3 separate regions of the Mus musculus genome follow, and regions 1 and 2 are each linked to region 3. The links are chromatin contacts, called in public Hi-C and HiChIP or PLAC-seq maps. All regions are on one chromosome and are shown on one strand. Each heading gives the region's core, a stretch centred on a gene start, on an enhancer-like site or on the middle of the called end of the contact. The rest is flanking DNA. Distances are from core to core; before and after follow the strand shown.

Region 1 (3,239 bases), core at 595-3,094, 210 kb after region 3:
GAACTCAGATATTTGTCCTTATGCCGGAAGCACTTGCTTCTTTTTGAGCCCTCTCATATGCAAAATTAACCCGAATCTAAATGGTACTACATGACAACATAAACTTTCTAAATTCTTCCCACCCAAACTTTAAAGCATTTGACAACTTCTGTCGTTTTCATACCTGGAGCACAGCCAGAACTCACTCAGTAGCTTTAGTTACTTCCCCTCTAGAAAAGAATTCTAAGAATATTAGAAGCTACCTGGGAAAAGTAGGCAGAGAGATGAGATACGCAAGTTCAATCCCCCTTCCAGACAAGACATGTCCAGTGTCCTATGCTCAGTTCAGTGTCTGCAGAAAATAAGTTAGCTTAAAATGGAGTCTGCTGAGTCAAATAAGATGATAGGCAGTCTGGGCAAAGGACATCCTTGCCACACATCCATGTCACAAGATGATGCATAAACTTCGGGAGCTGAAGGACCTGAAGGTGTGTTTAAGCTAGTTAACCAATGATATGATAAAGTGAGTCACAAGCACAGCAAAGCAAAGGACAAAACTACAAATAAACAATAGCCAGATGATATTCCTGGGCCCCATTTACCCAAACATGAAATAACACAGCTGTGTAGACAAAGAAAGGTAGGGTGGGCCTTAAAAAGACTGAGGTTATTGTTAGATTATTTTTGTTCCTTTTCTTCTCTCACCATTCAGATGAAAAAGATAGCTTAAATAAAAATTTGGATGAAAGATCATTCATTTCCTATACACCTGAGTTTCTATGAAGCAGGAATCACTTAGACTTAACGACAGCAACCATTAGTTTAATATTACACATCAGTCATAAATTATATGAATCAAACAGAAAACTAAAAACTGCCTTAATTCTCAAAGGTTCAAACATGGGATCCTGGGTTGACTATGTACAAAGCTCTCTCAATATCACAAAGCTGCTTCTCTCAGCAATCCAGACTCAACCTCTAGCCATGCTCCTAAATATCTAGCTAAAGCTTAAACTTGACTCTTAGTACTACGTCTAAAGCTACTTGCTCTGCTCCCCATAGTTTAAGAGCTAAAAGCAATATCCGTCCCTGAGAAGGTGACATTGCTATTAATTTCTGAGTTCTGTGACTTGGGTATGAACACTGGAATCCATGTGCTGAAACCTTAATTCCAAGGTTGTATATTAATGATTTTTGAAGGTGAACTCCCTGGGAGATAATTAGAAATGGATGGGGTCATAAGGTCAGAGCCCTCATGATTGAATTAGTGACTTTGACAGAAAAGAGGCCAGGGGAAAGGTGACTTATCTCTGATGATAAGTGATGATTGCTTTATCTCTCCAGAGCCCCCACCAGTCCTATTTTGAACTTCCCATCACCCACATTTCCCAGCTGAATAAACATTTATTCCTTACAAATTACTCAATCTGTGATATTCAGGCACAGGAACAGAAAATAGTCTTAAACATAATCTCTTCCTTCTGAGCCATCTTAAAGTTTCCAAACTCTGAAATTATATCATCAAATTTGGTGCCCGTTCCCCTGACAGTTGGCTTATCTTACCAAGACTGATGCGAATTCACACTTGCCCTCATAATAGCTAGGGCTTACATAAGTGTTCTGCTATGTGGCCCTTCCTGAATGCAGGGTCTGTTGTGTGATAAGTCTTTTACAATGAAGTGGCTTTTCCTCTTACATTTGTTTTCACCCACTGGTGGAATGCATGTCAAATCGTTATTATTGGAGCTCTGTTTTCTGTGAACTCTGGCCAGCTTTTGGACGATTATGCCACTTGTGGGCATGAGATCCTTACAGGCTTCTCAAATATTACTCAGTTCATTTTTCTCCTTGCTTTCACACATGAGTCACCCATACAATCACTTCCCTCAAGCACTGGCACAATAGAAACCAACGGTTAACAGCATTGGCCATCAGACAAGACAGACAGCAAATGCAGTTTTCTATCTCATTAAGAAAAGCAACTGTATTGCCTAAAGACATAAAGAGAAGAATGAAATAGGGTGGAGAAAGCATGGCATCCATTTTGACGTGTGAGAGGGTCACAAAGAGAATCAGTGGCTCTGTGCCAGTGTGGCCAACTTCCATTTGGATACCCTTGACCATGTGAGTTCATTTTTGAATAATTCACTGGTAAAAACAAACATTGAGGAGTGGTCAAGATCCTCCACCCCCTTTTCATAAAATTACTACATAAGTAATTCAGAGTTTACATCAAACAAAATCATTTCATTGTGGCTTCTTTTGTTCAGTAGCTCTCCCTTTTCTATTTGGTTTATGGGATTAATTGCTTTGTAAACAGTTCAGTTAGTAAATAATTCTGAATTTCTGAGAAGTATTAGGCCTTTCCCAATATTTACAGGCTTGGGTGCAGTATCAACAATCCAGGTAATAGAAAATAGCAAAGATATTTATTTCATGAAAATGTCAGTATTTCCATTTTCCTATGACTCATCCCACATCAAGTTCAGCTTCTGGACTAGAGACGGTTTCTACATTTCTTCCCATGGTGAGTAACAGTTGTAACAGAGGAGAGAATGTCACTGCACACACCAATGGCAGAGCTTTGGGGGTAATCTTCTTGAGCAAGGGACAGGGCAAAAAACTGGCAAGTGTCAACAATTAATTCCAAAGTTTTTGTACAAGGTAGAATTGAATTTTAACTCTCTCGCTCAGAAAAGTCAACAACATTTTGACATCTATCAATAATTCATCATTTCTAAACATTCTTACAGCATGTCTGAGAGTGCAAACTTGGAAGTGAAGAAATATAGATCCTGCACCATCATTTTCTTACTATGACATTTTTGGTTTTCTGTGAACTAGTTTATTCTTTTAAACATTTTTATATTTAAGAAATTCATACACATATACAATGAGTTATACAACGAATTATACTTGCCTCCCATTCCCCCACTCTCAGTTTCCTGAATGACCTCTTCATACCTTATTATTATTATTATATAACCCACCAAGCCAAGACAATGCTCCCCATGCATGCATAGGTTTCAAGTAGTCCACTGGAGCAAAGATATGTGATCAATGGCCACATCCTTAAAAAGAAGTCATTTTTTAACCCAGCAACTATTCGCTGACAGTAGCTCCTCAATAAGGGACATCAGTTTCTTGGTTGTTAGTAAATAGTTATTTACTTTCTTGTGAATAATGCTTCTACTCTAACTTAAAGGAAAAAATTAAGATTAAATGAGGAGGAGAACTGGAGAACAATGTCAAAAAGAAGA
Region 2 (3,280 bases), core at 600-3,099, 180 kb before region 3:
GAGACTACACTGTGACTTTAGAAATAAATTAAACTCCATGATTTTCAGCTTTAAACCTTCCACAGAGTCCACAATGAAAGTCTTCCTTAAGTCACTCTGTCATTTCAACTCTGCTGCATTACCAGTGCTAACTCTTGACCTACAAAGAGGAAGGACAATAAAGCCTCTCTTTAATCCAGTGGAAAAAGGAGGGGAGTAAAACTGCTCTGGGAAATGAATTGATTCAATTAGCTGTTTTTGTTGCACGAATCCCATTAGAGCACCAAACACTACTGCATAAAGAACCTCCTAAACATGCTCTTGTGTATCAGCAACAGACATGATGTAGGCCAGTCAACATACAGACTCTAGAGAGTTTTATGTATTGTAATAAAGAGAAAGCTTAACTGAAACATTCTTATTTATTTTCTGTTCTTTAAAGAAATTCAACATCCAGTTATGATTGTCTTCTGGATTCTACCTAGGAGTTAATGAAAAGAGATAATCCTGAAGTTTTCCTTGTAGTTAAGCAGCCAGGGTCATTTGGTTTCTTATTATGCATCTGCACAGACTTTGAGTACACTGGGTCCAATGGAAGGACAAGGACTTCCCTGAGAGGGAAACTAAACCTTTCTTTGATGGGTTAGCTAGAAAGTAGAGTGATAGCCATGCTGTGCCTTGAAAATGAAACTCTTTAGGACTGAACTCAGTATGCTCCTCTAAGAGGCTCCATGTCATGCTCTGATTGCTGGCTTGATATTTAAAGTGAGAATTTTAACATAGAGCAAAGGAGCATATGTAGGGACTTTGAGACTCAGCTACCATGTACCTTCCTTTCTTCTACCATATTTTTGCCTTGTACAGGTTCTCCAAGGTTCTTTAGGTTCTTATTTTTTGAGTAATACCTAACTTTCATCTTTCCTGTGTGGTAAGGAAGCGGGCACTGGGAAGGAAAACAGGGAAAAGGAAAGGCTGTGTTAAAACATTTCAGGGCCTCTTGGGGTCACACAGGACAGTGGATATCACTACCCTTATTTGAAATGCCATGACTTGATATACAGACAACTCAATCTACGTGAGGTTCTTGACAAATTCTAATCTAGGCAAGGGACTGAACACATTACAAAGGCTATAACCTCCTGATGGTCATTTGAGATGGAGCACTGTGGAAAGATAGGGATGCCTTGTTGTATGTGCTTCCCTTGGGTGGATAAAAGCATAATCCCTCCTATGCAGCACATGCCTCAATAATAGTGGAAGGGAACCTAAGAGCTGGTATTCTAAGCCAATGTGTGCTACACTTGGTTTATCCCCAACATAGTGGATGAGTTAGCTCTTTACTCTGGTGCCTAGAGTGTAGGTCACAACATAGTAGATATATAGTAAATGGAGAAATACTGGCCATGGAGGAGAGAGACATAGGGAATATTTTAGCACCGATGGACTCATTTTTAATTGTATCGGGTTTCACAGTTACTGCCAGGAAGATCAACTGCATGATTGATGTGGAGTAGGCAAGTGCCCAGGTCTCTAGAAATAGAATGATTTCTTTTCTCTTTATCAGACTGTCTGGATTTCCTCAGAATATAATTGATACCTCACAAATGTCATGCACATTACATTTCATTTTGAATTCATGCTCAGTTTCATATTTTGAGTACAATATGAACTCAGCCCACTAACTCGTTTATTGAATAACAAGAGTAAAATGAGTAAAAGTCATGGAGTGTCTCTCTGTGTGTGCACGTGTCTGTGAGTGCACGTGGTTTTTACAATAGCTGCAAATTCTATAGCATGAATAGTATGAAGTCAAAGTGAGCTCAGACCAATGGGTGTGCCCCTCTCCCACGTGCTGGCAGATAAGAGCTGTTTTTTCAGAATGTTACTCTCTAATCAGTGAAAGACAGGGTTATGACGACAAGACTTTCATTTTCTGGGCACAGAACCAACTATTGTGAAAAGTGTTCACCTCCAGAAGGATGGGGTCTTCTGCCTCCTTGAGCCCCTAAGAAATAAGTGTTAAGTAGAGATGTTCAGAAAATTTGCCTTGTCCAAGCTCCAAATTCTTTCCTTTTGTGTTTGAGGTAGTAATTGTTTTCTTCTCTGCTGTCTAAGATTCTAAATGCTTAACAGGACCTCAGCACCAAGTATGAACTTCTGTGAGACCTCAGTATCTTTATATAACACACTCCTTGGAACTTCAGTCTTTATCACTTTGTGGTCTAACAAGGTTCCTGTTGAACCAGACAAGGGGGTGGGGTGGTTTCAGATGAGCAGACAAGTGACAATAAGATGAAGGGAGTAGGAGAAGAGCTAAGGGACTCTGAAGCTTGACCTCAGTCTAATGAATAAAGAGAACCTGGAAAATATACTTTGAGTGTAAAAATTCTTGGAAATTAATTTTTCTAAAGAGAATACGACTTAAATCTCTAGGGCTAGGCATACTGCTTAGAGGTGAAACAATTCCTAGAAAACACACGCGCGCGCGCACACACACACACACACACACACACACACACACACACACATACACACAGTGTGACAGTGTGCTGATTGGAGCCATAAGCAAAGCCATGAAAAGTTTTGCAAACACTGGTTACAGAGATCAAGAAACATCCTAAGTCCACTGGTTCTTAACCTGTGGGTTGTAACCCCTTGGGGGATTACAGATCAGATGTCCTGTGTATCACATATTCACAGTATAATTCATAACAGTAGCAAAATTACAGCTATGAAATAGCAGCAAAATAATTTTATTGTTGGGGGAGTCACCACCACATGAGGAACTGTATTAAATAAAGGGTCACTGCATCAGGAAGGCTGAGAATCACTGTTCTAAGTGAAGATTATTTGAGCCTTAGAATATCATTGCTCTAACTGTTCAGTATTCAAGACTTATAGCAAACACAAAAATTAAAGAGTGCTCTTCATGGATGCTGGATGACATAGGCTTACAGACTTTTTTACCCATGAAAAGGGCTGCATAATAAATAATAGCTGGTAGGCCAATAATACTTGCTTCTCAAAACTGTTGTAAGGGTTACAAATAACTAATGTGTAGAAAAAAAACTCAGTCCAGAACTCAGCATACATTCAGCATTCATCACATGTCATCCATCACTATAAATCACAAGAATTAGTGAGAAAGGTGCCAAAATTATCTTTGAGATTATTGAACCGACTATATAATCTATGAATCAATAGGTCATGACTGAAGGCTTGAACTTGCTCATTTATGTCATCTTCAGTATATCTTCTCCAATTATTATATGAAAAAATTCAACAATGGTGTGTGAGACTT
Region 3 (3,231 bases), core at 449-2,948:
TCTAAGGTTTTTTTCCATTGTTTGTTTGTTTTTCCTGTACGTTTAGTTTCTCTGTGTGTCTCTGTCTCTGTATCAGGCTCTGTGTCTCTGTGTCTCCGTGTCTGTGTCTCCTCTCTCTCTCTCTCTCTCTGCCTCTCTCTCTCTCTCTCTCTCTCTCTCTCTCTGTGTGTGTGTGTGTGTGTGTGTGTGTGTGTGTGTGCGTGTGTGTGTGTACATGCACATATGCTCATGTGCCACAGTGACACAATATGGGTGCACAGGTATCAGGAAAGTGGGAGTCAGTTCTTTCCTTCCACCATGTAAGTAATGGGATCAAGCTCAAGTCCTCAGGCTTGGCGGTAAGTGCCTAATGCCTTTAGTGGCTGAGACAGATCACCAACTCCTTGAGTGTTTTTAAGGGAACAAAGTCATTTAATATATGAAACTAGAATGAAATGGCTATAGAATATAATCGAAGGTATTCTATCCTCGTACTTTTTTTTTACAAGAAAAAATGTATTTGTTAATATGGCACATAAAATACATTAATCAGTAGATTGTCAAGAAGGGCTTGGTTCCATTCTTGGGTGGGTCTGTTTAATCATGTCTTCAGGTAGGAAACAATCCATTTAGTTTACAATTAAACACTTTTTTTTTATATATTGCCCACATTTTTTATGCATTTGGAACCCTAGACTAAGATTTACAAAAAATAAAATAATTACATTGGTCTCTGTCTAAATTTGAAAGGTATCTACTAGAGGAACAGGCATTTTAAGAAATAAGATTCACAATAAAGCCAAACTGTAAAGTTATCCCTCAACAAATGAACCCTCTTTCTTTATAAAGCTGTGTTTAATATTCAGCTTGATTCAGAATCATTTTCACTGTAGTCTCTATTATTTAAATGTATGTAAATGGTAACTGGAGGTTGGAGGGAGGGCGCTTGTTCTTTCCAGCAAGTGTTAGCAGTCAAGTTGGACTGATGATGTGTGCTGCGTTAACTAAGCAGTTAGACCAGGTTCTTATGTACATTCTCACAATAATGTTACCAGTGATGCCGGTGTATTAGCATTTTTCTAAGTAGTGCAAAAAATAGTATTTGGATAAAGCAAACAACAATAAAAACAAACAGACATGAAGGGCAGAAAGCGACTTGCCCATGCCGCTTACCACCCTCACTCATTCAGAGCTGGCACCCTCTGGGATCAGCAGGTTCCTACACGCGTTGGGCAAAGCAAGGCGCTGTGCAGGGCCAGGGCGTGCCCACCTGCAAACCGCTGGTTGTCTGGAGCCTGCAAACACCTTGCGAGTTCCGGGGAGGCTCCGGAGATGTCTGTCTCAGACTGCTCAGCTCAAAGCTTTAGACACAACGCTGCCAGCGTCCAGAAGGTTTTCAGCGTGTCAGCAACTTCACTTTACAGAGCTAGCTGGTGGAGGACCGAGGAAACCCCTCCAGCCATACGCTGGCCAGAAGCCACCGCTGCCCTAGAGCACCTTTTGTTCTGACCACTGATTCGAGTGGTGGCGGCCTTGCCAGGCGTGCAGGGGCACCGCGATCTCTGCTTCCAGAGGCCACCTCCCGCCCTGGGCGCCCAGCCCTGAGCCGGCGGCCCGGAGCTTGCACGGCGGAGACACGCCCCTTGCCTCCCCGCGGAGCACAGACTCGCCCGGGCTCCTAGGCTCCGCCCACCCCGCTGGGAGCCTGGCTTTCTCTCCTGCCCCCTGCACTCGAGACCCAGCCGAGCGCGGAGACGAGCTGCAGCCTTCATGGACTGTGAGCGGGGTACAGGGTAGGTAGTACGCCAGGGTCCGAGGCCACGCGCTCTCCAAAAGACCTCCAAGGTTGAGCGCGGGCTCAGAATGTGGCCGGAAGAAGAGTCGCGGCGTCCCTGGTGAAGGTCCCGGGTTGCAAGGTAGGGAGTAGGCAGATGGCCAGGCAAAGTTGATCAGAGAGGAGGTGGTTGGCCTGCGCCTTCGGGCCGCTGGGAACAGCCGAACTACTTGGACTTGACCCGCCGCGCCCCAGGCGCTCTGAGCAGCGCCTATCAGTCGCCCTGCGCGGGAGCGCACTTGCAAACTTGGTGGAGGTGCCCTGCGCGTCCTGTTGTGTAACCTCCGCGCCGCCAGCTGGACCGGGAAGTTGCCCGCACGTCCTTCAGCTTAGATCGGTCGCAGCTCCGGGCGAATTTCATGGCCCGCGACAAAAGCGCGGCCAGAGCCGGCGTGGGCGAGCCCCTGCGCGCTCCGACCCGTGGGGAACTCCCGCGCGCGGTCCCTGGCCTGCGCCTCCGATGCGCGCTGAGTCTCTCGCCGCTGCTGCCCGCTCGCCGCGGTCTGCCCTTTCTAGTAGCTGCCTGAGTTGGAAAGAAGAGGATGACCGAGGTGCCTTGGTCGGTTGTCCCCAACGGGACGGATGCTGCCTTTCTGGCGGGCCTGGGCTCGCTTTGGGGAAACAGTACTGTCGCCTCAACTGCAGCAGTTTCCTCTTCATTCCAATGTGCCCTGACCAAGACCGGTTTCCAGTTCTACTACCTGCCGGCTGTCTACATTTTAGTGTTCATCATAGGCTTCCTAGGCAACAGCGTGGCTATCTGGATGTTCGTTTTCCACATGAAGCCTTGGAGCGGCATCTCCGTGTACATGTTCAATTTGGCTCTGGCTGACTTTTTATACGTGCTCACCCTACCAGCCCTCATCTTCTACTACTTCAACAAGACTGACTGGATCTTCGGGGATGCTATGTGCAAGCTGCAGAGATTCATCTTCCACGTAAATCTCTACGGTAGCATCTTGTTCCTCACCTGCATCAGCGCACACAGGTACAGTGGCGTGGTGTACCCTCTCAAGTCTCTGGGCAGGCTCAAGAAGAAGAATGCCATTTATGTCAGCGTGCTGGTGTGGCTCATTGTGGTGGTGGCCATCTCCCCTATTCTCTTCTACTCTGGCACTGGGACTCGGAAAAACAAAACTGTCACCTGCTATGACACCACGTCCAATGATTACCTGCGAAGTTATTTCATCTACAGTATGTGCACGACTGTGGCCATGTTCTGCATCCCTTTGGTGCTGATCTTGGGCTGTTATGGATTAATTGTTAAAGCTTTGATTTACAATGACCTGGACAACTCTCCGCTCCGGAGGAAATCCATTTACCTGGTGATAATTGTCCTGACGGTGTTTGCTGTGTCTTATATCCCTTTCCATGTGATGAAAACGATGAATTTGCGAGCACGGTTGGATTTCCAGACC

The links. Hi-C and Micro-C count contacts between places; a contact is called where the count stands out from the background. HiChIP or PLAC-seq counts read pairs in DNA pulled down with a chosen protein or histone mark.
Region 1: a contact with region 3 is called in an H3K4me3 HiChIP or PLAC-seq map of bone marrow-derived macrophages, with 4 times the contacts expected there. The contact joins the enhancer-like site here to the promoter of P2ry1 in region 3. A contact is called at or near these places in 1 of 484 Hi-C or Micro-C datasets (macrophages) and 3 of 115 datasets of contacts at active chromatin or transcription factors (bone marrow-derived macrophages, neural progenitor cells and pancreatic cancer cells).
Region 2: a Hi-C map of the G1E-ER4 cell line shows a contact between it and region 3, with 3 times the contacts expected there. The contact joins the enhancer-like site here to the promoter of P2ry1 in region 3. A contact is called at or near these places in 3 of 39 promoter capture datasets (fetal liver, hematopoietic stem and progenitor cells and liver), 2 of 15 datasets of contacts at CTCF or cohesin (the G1E-ER4 cell line and large pre-B cells), 4 of 484 Hi-C or Micro-C datasets (all in the G1E-ER4 cell line), 2 of 115 datasets of contacts at active chromatin or transcription factors (large pre-B cells and neural tube) and 1 of 9 other capture datasets (pancreatic islet).

Annotation. Positions count from the first base shown.
Region 1 is chr3:61,215,042-61,218,280 of GRCm38.p6, forward strand. No RefSeq gene overlaps it. Among named protein-coding and RNA genes, the nearest start is that of Rap2b, 150 kb to the right of the region's middle. Within about 2 kb of position 1,845, at least 21 of the 459 cell types and tissues checked have an H3K27ac peak or open chromatin away from gene starts, as enhancers often do. A contact at or near this core is called in bone marrow-derived macrophages and pancreatic cancer cells, where this site is marked.
Region 2 is chr3:60,817,997-60,821,276 of GRCm38.p6, forward strand. The region is part of intron 2 of Gm553061 (a long non-coding RNA gene); the gene reads right to left. Among named protein-coding and RNA genes, the nearest start is that of Gm38326, 31 kb to the left of the region's middle. Within about 2 kb of position 1,850, at least 46 of the 459 cell types and tissues checked have an H3K27ac peak or open chromatin away from gene starts, as enhancers often do. A contact at or near this core is called in the G1E-ER4 cell line, fetal liver and hematopoietic stem and progenitor cells, where this site is marked.
Region 3 is chr3:61,001,087-61,004,317 of GRCm38.p6, forward strand. P2ry1 (purinergic receptor P2Y, G-protein coupled 1) reads left to right here and starts at 1,699. Exons shown (of 2, transcript NM_008772.5): 1 at 1,699-3,231. The coding sequence starts at 2,356.